Linked DNA regions of Zea mays: region 2 is linked to region 1. A link is a contact called in public Hi-C data. All regions are on one chromosome and are shown on one strand. The core of a region is the stretch at or near the end of the contact, and the rest is flanking DNA. Distances in the headings are between cores, read along the strand shown.

What was found. A called contact is a pair of places that touch in the nucleus more often than the background predicts.
Region 2: a contact with region 1 is called in a Hi-C map of ear, with 3 times the contacts expected there. The contact joins the promoter of LOC100382120 here to the promoter of LOC542596 in region 1. A contact is called at or near these places in 2 of 25 Hi-C or Micro-C datasets (ear and tassel).

The regions. Positions count from the first base shown.
Region 1 is chr4:55,437,189-55,443,624 of Zm-B73-REFERENCE-NAM-5.0, forward strand. LOC542596 (his-containing phosphotransfer protein) reads right to left here and starts at 4,190. Exons shown (of 6, transcript NM_001112131.1): 1 at 4,047-4,190; 2 at 3,809-3,939; 3 at 3,638-3,706; 4 at 2,385-2,456; 5 at 2,098-2,170; 6 at 1,339-1,666. The coding sequence starts at 4,097. The coding sequence ends at 1,628. LOC103653266 reads right to left here. Exons shown (of 10, transcript XM_008680207.2): 10 at 6,218-6,436.
Region 2 is chr4:55,569,975-55,576,684 of Zm-B73-REFERENCE-NAM-5.0, forward strand. It overlaps LOC100382120, which reads right to left and starts at 4,576. Exons shown (of 9, transcript NM_001174881.1): 1 at 4,391-4,576; 2 at 4,225-4,296; 3 at 2,569-2,620; 4 at 2,379-2,459; 5 at 1,796-1,914; 6 at 1,481-1,700; 7 at 1,250-1,368; 8 at 1,039-1,164; 9 at 250-933. The coding sequence starts at 4,438. The coding sequence ends at 469.

The sequences.
Region 1 (6,436 bases), core at 2,940-5,439:
GTCTCACACCCCCCCACAGGAGAAGAACATGTGGTTCAGGAGGAGCCACAAAGCGAGGAGTTTGATCTGATCTAGGTGGCGTTTCTCAGTTGACATTTGCGCCGACGATCCTTAGTTCGTTTTATATTTATATTTTATTTTGTAATAAGACTTCCGCTATGTAATAATACTCTGATGTTTTGTGACATTTATCTATATACACTCTGTTATTATATATGTTGTCTTCTTGGCGCATGTATGAGATGCATCTGGCTTTGTTCCTTAAAGTCGGGTGTGACAGTAATTTGATTGCAAGACAATTGCATGACTTTTGACAGTTTAATTGCACAGCCGTTTTTGCCTCCTAAACTTGCCTATCTGGATTTTTAATGAAATTCTTACACGAATTCACGCGCCGAATCCAAACCGTAACCTCATCACCTGGGGTTTTTCACAAAATCCTCACACGAATTCATTTGCTGAATCCAAACCGTAACCTCATCACGTGTACGATGCGATGCTTGGCGACACAAGTACCAACCCGAAATCTTTGACTCACTTTCATATAGCAGACCGCGAAGTAAGCATGTTTGGGAGCCAGTTGAAATGGAGTGGCTCCGTCCAGGAAATTTTGGAAAGCTGGAGCATGATTTTCCTTTTTTATATCACTCTCGTATATGTAACCAATCCAAACAACAACAAATTAAGAATCCAAACAACAACAAATTAAGAGTGGACCGGCTCCGTTCCATCATACTTTCGAACAAACACTACCTTAGGTATTATTAACCATAACATGCTTTGCTTCTCCACCCCTTATAAATTTAAGACAGACTATTACAGTGACACAAAAGCGTCAACAGCTAATCTTGCTGCTAGGCTGTTACAGACTTCCTAGATGGTTGAAGCCTAGAAGCCAAGTGAGGAGCTCATTGAACACGTCCCTTGATTCTGAAAGATGTATTGTATGCATCATCCCAACATCCAACTCCATCAATTCCACCACTCTGAGTAACTGAGTTATTTCTTGGGGCAAAAGCCCTGAATCTGACGCTACAGCTGCATCAGAAGAACATTGAACATATCAAGATAATGGCCAAGAAAGGAGTGAAAAAAAACTAAACATTGACAAGAGCATGTTAGGGAAAAAACTCAAGGGTAAGCAAAACCTAAGCTCCATTCAGGCTATAAGCGTAGAGATTCCATTGATAGGGCAGGCCTTCACCAACATGTCTCATTGCTATCTGTGGCTGGCTGCCCTCCCCTGACGTCGCCACCAACCTGAAAAATCTGCAATGATACAAACCATGATCCAACGACAGGCTCACTTTCACATAGCATATCAAACAGCACGCACATGTTGCCAAATTCATTGCTAAGATATAGATTATTCAGAGCCACTACTACATAGTAAATGGACCACTTGCAACTGCTTGCAGGAGATCCATCACCCAGCACGGACACTTACGACTAAGACGGTGACACAAAAACGACGACATTGACTTCTGCTACGGTGGTGTCAACGCTAATCTTGCTGCTAAGCTATTACAGACTTCCTAGAAGCCAATTGAGGAGCTTATTCAGAATGTTCTGGAACTTGAAAGATGCACGCATCATCCCAACATGAAGCTCCACTCCACCATCTTGTTCACTTGCTGGGGGGACAGCCATTGACCTGACGCTGCAGCTGCATCACAAAACACATATATCAGTCCTTCTATGCATGGATAAGAAGAGAAAAATCCATCATCACAACATAAAGATATAATGGCGAAAGAAAGGAGTAACAAAGGACTAGACATTATATACAGAATCTTGATATAAGAACATGCAGATATGAAGAATGAGTGTCAAACATGTTTCCCCACTAGGATTTCTTGGAGTCGTAACTTCTGTTACGATAACTAGAGATGTAGTTCTTCGACTATCTTACATGTGCCACTCACTCCATTAACATAATTTTAAGTTCTTCATTGTTACCTCATCATATACATCCTATCCACTAGACCACCTAGGTATAACAAGCAAGATTCAGAATAAAAAGGTTTTTCTCTGAAAAAAAGGCTAGTCTAGTTCAATGTACAGAAAAAGGTATTTTCAGAAGATTTAATCGCATACCTGAAGCATGGTCTGAAACTTGTCACGCAGGTCATAGAAGTTAATCTTCACTGTCTCCAGTGTCTTGAGGCACCTGGCAAGGATATAGTTCAGTGATTTGTGCGGACAACATTCATTGGCAACTCATGAATGGAACACACAGCTGATAAGTGATAACTATGCAAAAAATGCTCATGGCAAAAAAAAAATGTTTTCACAGTAATAACAAGAGTAGTGATAACCTAAATATCAATAAGACAATGACAAAAAACAGCAGTACATGAACATATAAAAAGCTAGGTACTAACCCATCTTTGCTCTTCTGCTGACAGGATTCGCGGAACTGAATGCAAGTGTTCTTAACCTTCTGAGCACCAATACTGAAATGCACGAATATTCAAATCAAGGAGCTTAAAAAATAACTCAATAAAAGAAGAAAAAAGAACTACCAAAGTTTAGATGTCATAAGACTGTAGTACTGATCAAATACATATTAAACAATTTGACCATCCGTATCTGAGTTAACAAGCTAGCCAAGTACAAGCCTAGTAAATTTTTAGAACTCTAGCAAGCCCCACATCCAATACAGAAACTTTTGAATTTTACAAACTGATGAATCCATAACATTTTCATTTGACGCCCTTGATAAGTCTTAATTATTATATCCTTTTTTCATGGCACAATTATTCAAAATGCAATAGCACAGGTGCTTCATATCAACAAAAATCTTAAACACCTCTGCATCCATGATAAGGAAAAACTCTAATATGAAATGATTCATTTACAATTCATGCAACATAAAATGAAAGTCAAATCATCTTGAGGTAGGAAGGACATATCCTCCATTTCCCGTACTTTATTCCTAATCCATGACAATTACAGAGAGGCTGTTGTGTCTTGACCATGAATTCCATATTTAGTATACCATGAAACTAAAGCACAAAAAAATGGGAGGGATTCACTAGTGCCACTTGAGTTATTAGATTAGTGTGTGGGGAGCATGTTTTTCAGATTTATGTCAAAATAACAAGAAAATATATGACAAATCCCACCCAAAACAGATCTGAAACACAAATCAAAATGGAACAATGTGAGCCGATGCTCTTGGAGTTATTCGGTTGATGTGCTGAATGGAGCATGTCTGCCAGATCTACATCATGGAACATTATAACGACAAAATATATGGCAATCGCTTCCTTAAACGGATTCGAAACACAACTTAAAACATGGAAATTTGAAGTTTTCCTTTTCAAGTTGTGTCACTTGTGTGTGCACATGACAAGATGTGTTGGATCCACATCGCAGAACATGACAATTATGGAACCAATGGCAACAGTTCCCAAAACAGAATGTCAAAAACTGATATTTAACTGTTTCGGTCGGATCACCACACAGAATTAATTGTGGAAGCCAGATCAATCATTGCACGAATTTAAATCCCCCTCCTCAATTTTAATGGCACTGCATACCCCATTCCCGCGCTGAAATGGAAACACAACAAATACATTCCTACTAGCATTACACATGCATTCCAAGAACAGGGTATGAACAAGGTAATCACCTTGCACTGCTTCCTTTGAGCTGATGCACAAAGGCGTCAACCCTGTCAAAATCCACGTTGGGCTTCTCCCTGCAGAGTCACAGAAACACCAAACTGCACGAATCAGCCACCCCTCTACAACGCAAAGAACCGATCACAGAAACGGAACAACGAGTGAGGAACCACACGTACAGCAGTTTGGCCAGCTCTCCGATGATCCGCTCGCCGTCCTGGCAGAAGAGCGTGACGACCTCGGAGACGAAGTCAGGAGTACTGGCGTTCTGGAGCATCTGGAGCTGCTGGAACTGATCGTCAAGCAAACCCTAGCACCAAAACAAAGCACAATCCCGTCAGCCACAACCCGAATTCCGCGCCAGTGGCGCCGAAATACAAGAATCCAGAGGTCGTGCAGTGGAGGAAGAACCCTTACCGTGGCGTACATGTTGCTGACGAGGGCGGCGAGCTGGTTGGCGGCAGACATGGCGGCAGCTGTTGCGTCGAACACCGAGCAGGGGAGGAGAGGAGGAGCTCTGAGCTCGTCGTCGGGAATCCGAGAGCGGGGGCTTGGAATGGGAATAGAGTGAGTGACTAGTGAGGGATGATTGAGACCTATTTATAGTGGATTACAGGGGGAATGCGATTCCTGGCACAGCTCAGGGAGGCTGCACAGCCTGCACTGGAACCGCTGCATATTTGGCTTCTTCTTCCCTCTCTTAATTTTTCCAGTTGTTATTTTGGATGGTAATAGTTTCTACTACATTTGATTACTACAAACAAAAACTCTTAATTGTCACCTACCATCTACTTCTTTGGTTGGTGGCAATTTTCAATCTAGCCGTTGCATAAAGAAATGGTGATTATTCAAGCAAAAAAAGTATTTATCATTAGTTTGAAAATTATCTATTTTTCCTCTTGCTAACATGTGCTTGTATAGTTGTACTGTCTATTGTAAACATAAAATTATTAGAGGTAATTAGCTGGTCAAAATTTATTGTATCAACAAAGTCTCATAGCTAGTTTCATATGAAGTTACCAATATAAGGTACATTTAGGCCATGAATGTTGGGTGTTGAACAAATAAATAAATATATAAATAGTACACATGCAAGTAAAGATCTTATTTACCAATAATTTATATTCTATATAAATAATATACTTATATAAATTAACGATCAAGAGATATTAGATTTAGCTACAAGTTTATAAATTGTGATTATTGCAAATCTTGTTCAATTTATGGCTTAACACCGTTCTAACAATATCCAAACAAATTTTTCGTAGAAAACAAAATATTTATGCATCTAATGGATATAGTAACTTATAACAGCGACAAATTTATTGCGACGAATATACGACAAACTATGAATGATTAAAATCCGGTAACGCATAGCATGGTGAATATTCCATACATAAAGGAACTAAAAATAGATGATACTATCAGTTACATATGCATTTTGATAAAACTCTAGTGATGATTTTCTTAGACGTGGTAACATAGTTGTAATAACGCTAAGTGGACAATGCATTTCCAACTATTACTGTATACGACACACTATGAATAATAAAATGTGGTAACAAATGGTGTGAATAAGTATTTCATATGTTGAAGAACTAAAACGGAATAATACAAGCAGTTAAATAAGTTTGGGAGAACTTTAGAGATAATTTCTGGTGGTTATTTGCACCACACAGATAAGATACCAACAATTTATCTCAAGAAGAGATAATTAGAATACTATTGAGTTAATTATCATAATGGTGCAAACATTATTGAGTTGTGCAAAAAATTATTATCTATGACTATGAGTGACATGCCATGTATCATTGGAGCTAAAGAATACAAGAATGAATTTTCTATTGATAATACAAGTAAAGCAAGCACCATAGTCAATCATGTATATGACAACCTATGACAACATAAGCAAACTTTAGTTAAAGAAAATATAATATAACCATATATTTGATGAACAAATATAGTAGATTTATGGCCCATTGCACCTCACTAAAGTTCAAATGGGGACAATACAAACTCAAGGAAAATTATGACATGTGAAATATTTTTTTCTAACCAAATGGGCACATTTAATTTTTGTTAACATTTAGTCATTCTTTGGACAAATAATTCATGAAAACACAATATCTTCATGTAGCACTACTACATAACATAGCTTTAGTAACACCAACTTGTGTTACTATATTTCAATAAAGGTGTTACTAGCTGTACTAGTAACACATCTTGTTTGTGTTACTATATCCAATGTTACTAGTATCTAACCTATTGGAACACAAAATATATGTTCCTTTTTTATAAAAAAGTGTTACTACTCTGTAACACAATTACTTGTTTATTGGAACATTTATTAGTGTTACAATATTTCTCTAGCGTAACAATTTTTTTAGCTATAGTAACACTTTTTCATTACAATAGTAACACTTTGTGACAACATACATTGGAATTTTAGGTACATGTTGTTTGTAACACATGCTTTACCTATTGTAACACTTTCAAATTTCAAATGAAAACGCTATTTTTAAATTGCACATAGCACATAACATTGACATGAATTTATTAAGGGATCATGACACATTTGCACAACAACAAAAATCACAACTTCGAGTAATCACTTGCATTGATTGGAGGAAGGTAAAAACATAGTACTTGTTCACAAAATACAATTATATATTTACACAATGATATGATTCTAGGGAATAAATGTAGCAAGTGGTAGATAGTACAAGTCTGTAAAGGTGGAAATGAAATGTAACTACAAATAAGAAATATTCTTGGAATTCATGTTTCTTGGTCATGTCTCATGCGCA
Region 2 (6,710 bases), core at 3,326-5,825, 130 kb after region 1:
AAGTGCCAAATTGATATTTTTCTATTTATTCCTTACCATAAGTGGCTGCTGCTTTTCTAAACTTGAGCGCCTGCCATCTGTGGTGCTGCTGCCCTCTTGGGGCGCTCTGCTGCCCACCGGATGTCGCGTGCGCGCCTGTGCCTTGTGTACGGCTTACCGTACGTGACATGTAACTAGCCCAATCAAAAGATAAGGATGAAATATTCTAAAAAGAAAAAAAATCGCATTGCGATAGGTAGACTATGAACAGACGCTACAAATCACATGCATTATTAATAGGATCGTCATCCCACGGTGGTTCTTTCAACATCACATCGAAGGCCAAATTATTAGGGAGGGGCTAACAACTAATCTGAACTACTGTGTAACAAAGCACCCAAGTGGTCTGAAAAGGCTCAAAGTAGAATTGCCAAAGAAATCAGCTAAAACTGGTACCAATGTTTCTTTTTTTTACACCTTTCCAAGAGCTCAGATTTTGGAAGCGAAATCGATCCCCTCCTGCTTCAGCGCCTGGACGTCGGCCACCGGCGGCTGCGCCCTGGCGACCCTGGCGATGGCCTGGTTCTCCTCGGCCGACCCGCCCTCGAGAAACACGCCGACGACCTTGCCGTCCTTCACCCAGTAGCTGCCGAACTTGGGCTTGGCCGAGGCCGGGTCGTTGTCGCCGAACAGCACGTCGTCGCCGACGTTGTCGCCGTAGAACTGCCACGCCAAGTCGAACGACCGGGAGTAGAAGTAGGGCAGGTAGTCGTATTCGGCCACCGATTCGCCGGACTCCTTGGCCTTGATTGCCCTCACGGCCTGCTCGGCGGACTTCCGGGCGTGGTCCACGTGCTCAACTCTCCTCTGCTCGTTGTAGAGCTTCAGAGGGAAGGTGGCCACGTCGCCGATCGCGTATACCCCGGCTACACTTGTTTCGAAGAATGCATCGGTCTGACATAACAAAAACGTTAGCACAATATCAGGCAAGACACAGAAGCTCATCGAGACTCGAACATTTCTTCTTTTTTTGAGAAGAAAAGCAAGAAGTGAACTGACCTTGAGTCCACCTTTCTCGTCAGCAGCTTGGCCTATGAAGAGACGCGTCAATGGCCTGCCGCCGACGCCAACAATAACAATATCAGCTTCGAGAACACTTCCATTCTTCAACTTCACTGTAGTGACCTGGCATCCATTAAGGTGAACAATAACATTCAGAGCACACATTATAAAATTGATTAACTGAATCTGCAGAGTGTTCAGTGCTCACATCTCCGTTGGCATCAGCGTCGAAACCAACAGCAACCGTGCCCTTTACAACCTTGATTCCTTTGTTAGCATAGTAGCCCTCATAGAAATGAGCAATACCAGCAGTGAAGAGACGGGGCACTAGAAGTAGAAGAGATCAAATTCAGAACGTAGAGAAAAGGTCAGTAGTTGTCTCAGAATAATTCCAGAGGATGGAACATGCGTGATAAGCTTTCAGGTTAACGAGACTTACTGCACCACGGTTCAGGGTACACCATGGTCACATCGAAGTTGTTGATTTTCAAGGCAGCGCTAAGCTCAAGCCCTATGTAACCACCTCCAACAATCACAGCCTTTCCACCCTTCTTTGCCTGCATAGCTGCAACCAACTTGTCGGCATCCGCAATGTCCCTTAGATACAATATGTTGTTGGATTCTGCTCCTTGAACACCAAAATCAGTGAGCTTTATGACCTGAACACGAAGACAGAATACATAATGAGCAACCCAGGTAACAAGTTTTCCCATTGAAAACATGTTTTTGGAGAACAATTTCAGTAAGAACTAACCGAGGAGCCCGTAGCAATGAGCAAGGTCTCATATGTGAAGGTTTCCGCAGCTGCACTGGTCAGAGTCTTTGAAGCAAGGTCGGCCTTCACAATCTCAGTACTCAGGATCAGTTCAATGCCTGAAAACAGGCATAATCAGCTCATGATCAGAACTGTGGAAAAAGTAATGCCTTTTTGGACATGCTTGCTCAAGCTATCAAATAGACTTCTCCAGGGACCAGACAAGGAGATGGAGTGTTATGTTTGCTGCAAAACCGACTGAGGTGGCATGACCACCAAACACAGAATAAATAAAGCAACACTTGATCTTAGAGGAGAACATTTCCCCAGGTAAGCAGGCCCAAATCACCACGCATTCTTAAATCTAATAGTTGCAGCTCAGTGTGAAATAAATTATTTTTATCAGAAGAATCGTAATTAGTACTATTCCGATGACAGAAAGAACTACAAGTGCAGGGATATTGATCGATGGAGTGCAAAAGCAACTGTTTTTTTTTAACCAAAACATCGGTGCACATATGAAAGTATCAATAACTAGTACTAGTACAATTCTCATCTTTAGGGGAGGAGTAAAAAAGATTACCTTTCTCAGAGTACCATTCAGGAAGTAGTCTCTCTCCACCGCTGCCCACACACGTGTGGAAGCCTGGCAGTCTTGCAGCGTCTGTTGACAGGACAAGCATCGGGTATCAGTAAAGAGATCGTGCGTGCAGGATCATCGGACAGCAGCGTGTGAAAAAACACACCGCTGTGCATCTGCATTCAGGGCTTACTCTGAGGGAAGAGGTATCCCTTGCTGAGTGCAGGGCGCTCATAAGGGGCCACCTGAAAGATGGAGGATCGAAGTTAAGCAGTGGCGTCGCCACAGAATAGCCAGCTGCGAACAGATATAACAATTGAAAGTAGAAGCATTTCTGTAAAGGATAGGTTCATTCGATATTCTTGTATATCTGCTTGTTGAGTTGGTCTCAACTTGAAATTTATATCTATATCTGTCTATATCTCCTACAAAACTAATAACCTCCACTACAGGTCTATTCCAACACGCAATCCATCCACATCATCCTCTACTAACAATCCATATAATTTCTCATTAATAGTTATGTCATCTCACTAACTTCGATCATGTATTCTGCTAATATAAACTATCCACGTCATCTCCATAAGTTCTTTCTATATTCTTCTAGTAGCTCTGATTGGCGAGCGGCAACTATCCCCAAAAACAAAACAAAAAAAAACCTGAAGAAACGTTCATATGAATATATCAGAATTCAATTGGATGTGTTAGAGAAAACAAACGAAAGCGGTGGCATGATAGCAGGTTAGCCGTTATCTGAAAAAAAATTACTGAGCGCTGCAGCTTCCCCAATTTAATCACCAAATTTCTGACAAGAGAGAAACGGTGTACGGAACTTCAGAGTTCAGAGTCTTGCTAATACGATCTGAGGATTGGGAAACAAAAGAAGAAGGTTTTTTTTGAACGAAAGGCAAGAGGTCTGCCAAGATATATATTGACAAGAAGAATAGCAAGAGGTTTTAAATCAATATAGTGACCAAAGCACTAGGCAAAGGTCCGATCTTATCAGAGCATCTCCAAAAATGCCTCAAACTAGTGCCTCAAATTGAAATATGGGGCTCTACACATGAAAAACTACTCCAACATTGTCTTATTTCATAATTTTTTGTCAAAAAACTATAGGGCACCCTCTCAAGTGACTCAAATATACTACACTGTAGTGGGCTGTCCTATAATCTAGATTTGAGGCTTTACTGTTGGAGCGAGGTGTTTTGTTGGTGCCCTAAATTCTATAAAATATACTTATTTTCAAATTATAGGACATTTTTATAGGTCATGTTGTTGGAGATGCTCTCATAAAAGAAAAACAGACCCCACTAAATAGTCGCTGCTAAATTCCAGACGACCGTCTCATACTTGATTTTGATAATGATTTGTTGGCTGCTCAAGAATCTGCGATCAAAGACTCTCTTATTTCTTTTCTTTCTCGCTAAATCTCCCAGTTTACAAGGATCAATAGTGACCTAATGATTTTCCTATTGGCAACAAAACCAATTTCTCCAACCAATGCTACAGATAGGGGCTCACTCAGCCGGACGGTTTTAGCCTATCAACAGATACCCAACTCCTCCCAAATTCTTTTGGTGAAACAATATTCTATGAAAGGGTATAGCCCTACCTCAATCCAAACGTTTCTTCGTAATTCGTTTGGACGCTTAATTAATTTTAATTCAAAAATGAATAGAAATAAATCAGACGATTTTATAGCGTAAAATTTAGAGCACGGTAAATGAAACGTAAGAGCCTTTAGCAAAATAAGAATCGCACGGCACGGACGAGGATTTTGATTGATTACTACGCACATACGAGGAAAGGCAAAATCGATCGGGAACTTGAAGATGCGTATACGTACTGGTTCCTTGGAGATGATGGCGAGCTCGCCGGGGTTGACGCCCTGCTTGGCGAACTCCCTCGCCGCGTACCCCTGCGCGCAGGAAGCCTCGTCGTCAGATCAGGCGGCGATCGGCGGCGGCACATGTTCAATTGAAGGCACGCAGGGAGAGGGCAGAGGCACGTACCGCCGCGACACCGCCGCCGAGGATGACGTACTTGAAGTGCCTAGCCATCACCCCACACGCAGGCAGGCTGCGGGAAGAAACGACACGATCGCGAAGGGCGCCGACCGACGTGTGGAAGCGGGAATAGAATGGAATGGAAGAGTCGGAGGACAAGGCGAAGACCGCTCACGTTCGCTCAGTTTATACACGCTGCCTGCCTCGCCCTGCTTCGCGGGGGAAAAAAAGAAGGCAGGGCCGGCCTTCCGCGCACTCCCTTCCCCGATTGGTCCCGCTAGTCGTTTCGTGCTAATGCGGGCGTGAGGCGTCCTGCCTCGCCCTGTTTCCACGTTGCGCGGTCCCCGGCCAAACGACGTCGCGTTGCGTGTAATCCGTCATCCAGCTAGCCAGCGGACGCTCCGCGGCAGCAAGCACGAGCAGACACGGCCTACCTAACCACCTCCACGACACCATCCCGGCGGGCGGCGGCTTTGCCCAGCATCTTTGACTCCCGGGCCGCTCACACTTGGTATGGGTATCAGTGCATACGTCACAGCTGACGTCGGGATGCCACTTCACTTCAAGTGAAGGATGTGTTTGGTTGTGGCACATTTAAGTATATACATGACAGAGATGTCTACTAGCGTCCTCTCTCATCCTTTCAATTTTAAGAAATAACTAGAGTCAACACTAGTTATTTGAGAGGTATAGTTAAATTTAACGACTAAGTGGTGTTTGAATGCACTAGAGCTAATAGTTAGTGGCTAAAATTAATTGAGACATCCAAACATCTTAGCTAATAGTTCAACTATTAGCTATTTTTGGTAAATTAGTTAATAGTTAGGTAACTATTTATTAGCTAGCTAATTTCACTACCAATTTTTAGCCAACTAATTATTAGTTCTAGTGCATTCAAACACCCCCTAAGTAATAGGCTTCACTCTTCATAGCATCGAAGTACTAACCAGTCTTGCTAAAAAAAGTACTTCCTTCTGTATAAAAAAACAAGTCGTTTTAGACAAGGTTCAAATCAAACATATAAAACTTTAACTACTAATAACAGTTTTGTTATTTAGTTTTAAAATCTAATAGTCGTATATATAGATTTATCTTAAAAAGTACCTTTTTTGCAAAAATATAAATATATTAAGAATTTATTTATATTTAAAAAAATATTGTTCAAACCTATATTTTAGAGACCACGTCGCTGCTCTAAACGACTTGTATTTTGATACTGTAGAGACTTAGGCAGTAGTAGTATTTAATAGATATAAATCGAAGTCCTACCGATTTGCTTTACCCCAGGCATTACACAAACTTACGACACATGCAAGCTCATATGATGAAAATAAAAAGGGACGCTCATATATATATGCGCAAGTAGAGTCCGATTCTAAAATATATTATCTTAATAACACCCGTCTTTGTTTGGTTTTGATTGTTCCTTCTCCATTGTCCAGGTTCGCAGCATGATACACGGCGCACACGACCGACATTAGTGTAGACAAAAGCCAGTTCGCGCCCTGCAGACAGCGACGACCAACTGAAGATTCCTCCCAGGCCTGTTAGTTTACATGTGCTGACGTACAAGTGGGGGCAAGATCAGGTCAGTGGCACCCAAAAGTGTGTACATGTCTACGCCTCTACGGCAACTCTGATGGGTACTCCAAAAGCTCTAGCCCGTGGCTGCCCGCGGTGCCACTCGTGTTAAGACTGATTTCAACAGAGGCCATGTAAATCGAGCAGTCATTTAAGATTTTGACTAGCGTCTCTGGTTTACCTGTCCAGCCATATGACACACGCTTTCAACAGCATAGGTAAAAAGGCAGCGGTAGTATAGTCTAACAAATAGAGCAGATGGTGTGGTCATGTTCTCAAACACAGAAAAAGGAAATGGCTGCCAGCCACAATACAAGCTATTATGGCTTTCCTCTCTCTTTCCATCCTTTTCGCCTGGCTCGTTTGGCTGTCCTGTTGGAAGGTGTTTTGTACTGCTACAGTAGCTCGTGGACAACTATTTTAGCTTTGCCTGTCCATTTAGCTGCTCTGTTGGAGTCAGTCTAAGAATCCTTTGCTACTGAATGTAGTCCAAAGGCTTCTTAACTCAACACACAGGAGACACAAAGATATATGAGGAACCGATATTCTCATTCATCTATTCTCTTCTCTCATTACAACAAATGGTGGTGTGCTCCTCTATATATAGTGCAAAGTTAGGGTTTCGGCTAAATGGGCCACATGGGCCTTCGGGGACCAAACTGGTTTCTTAACACTCCCCTTGGCCCTCTTGCCGCGAGATGCACATGTCCCAAAACTCCACAAAAACCCAGTGGGAAATTTTTTG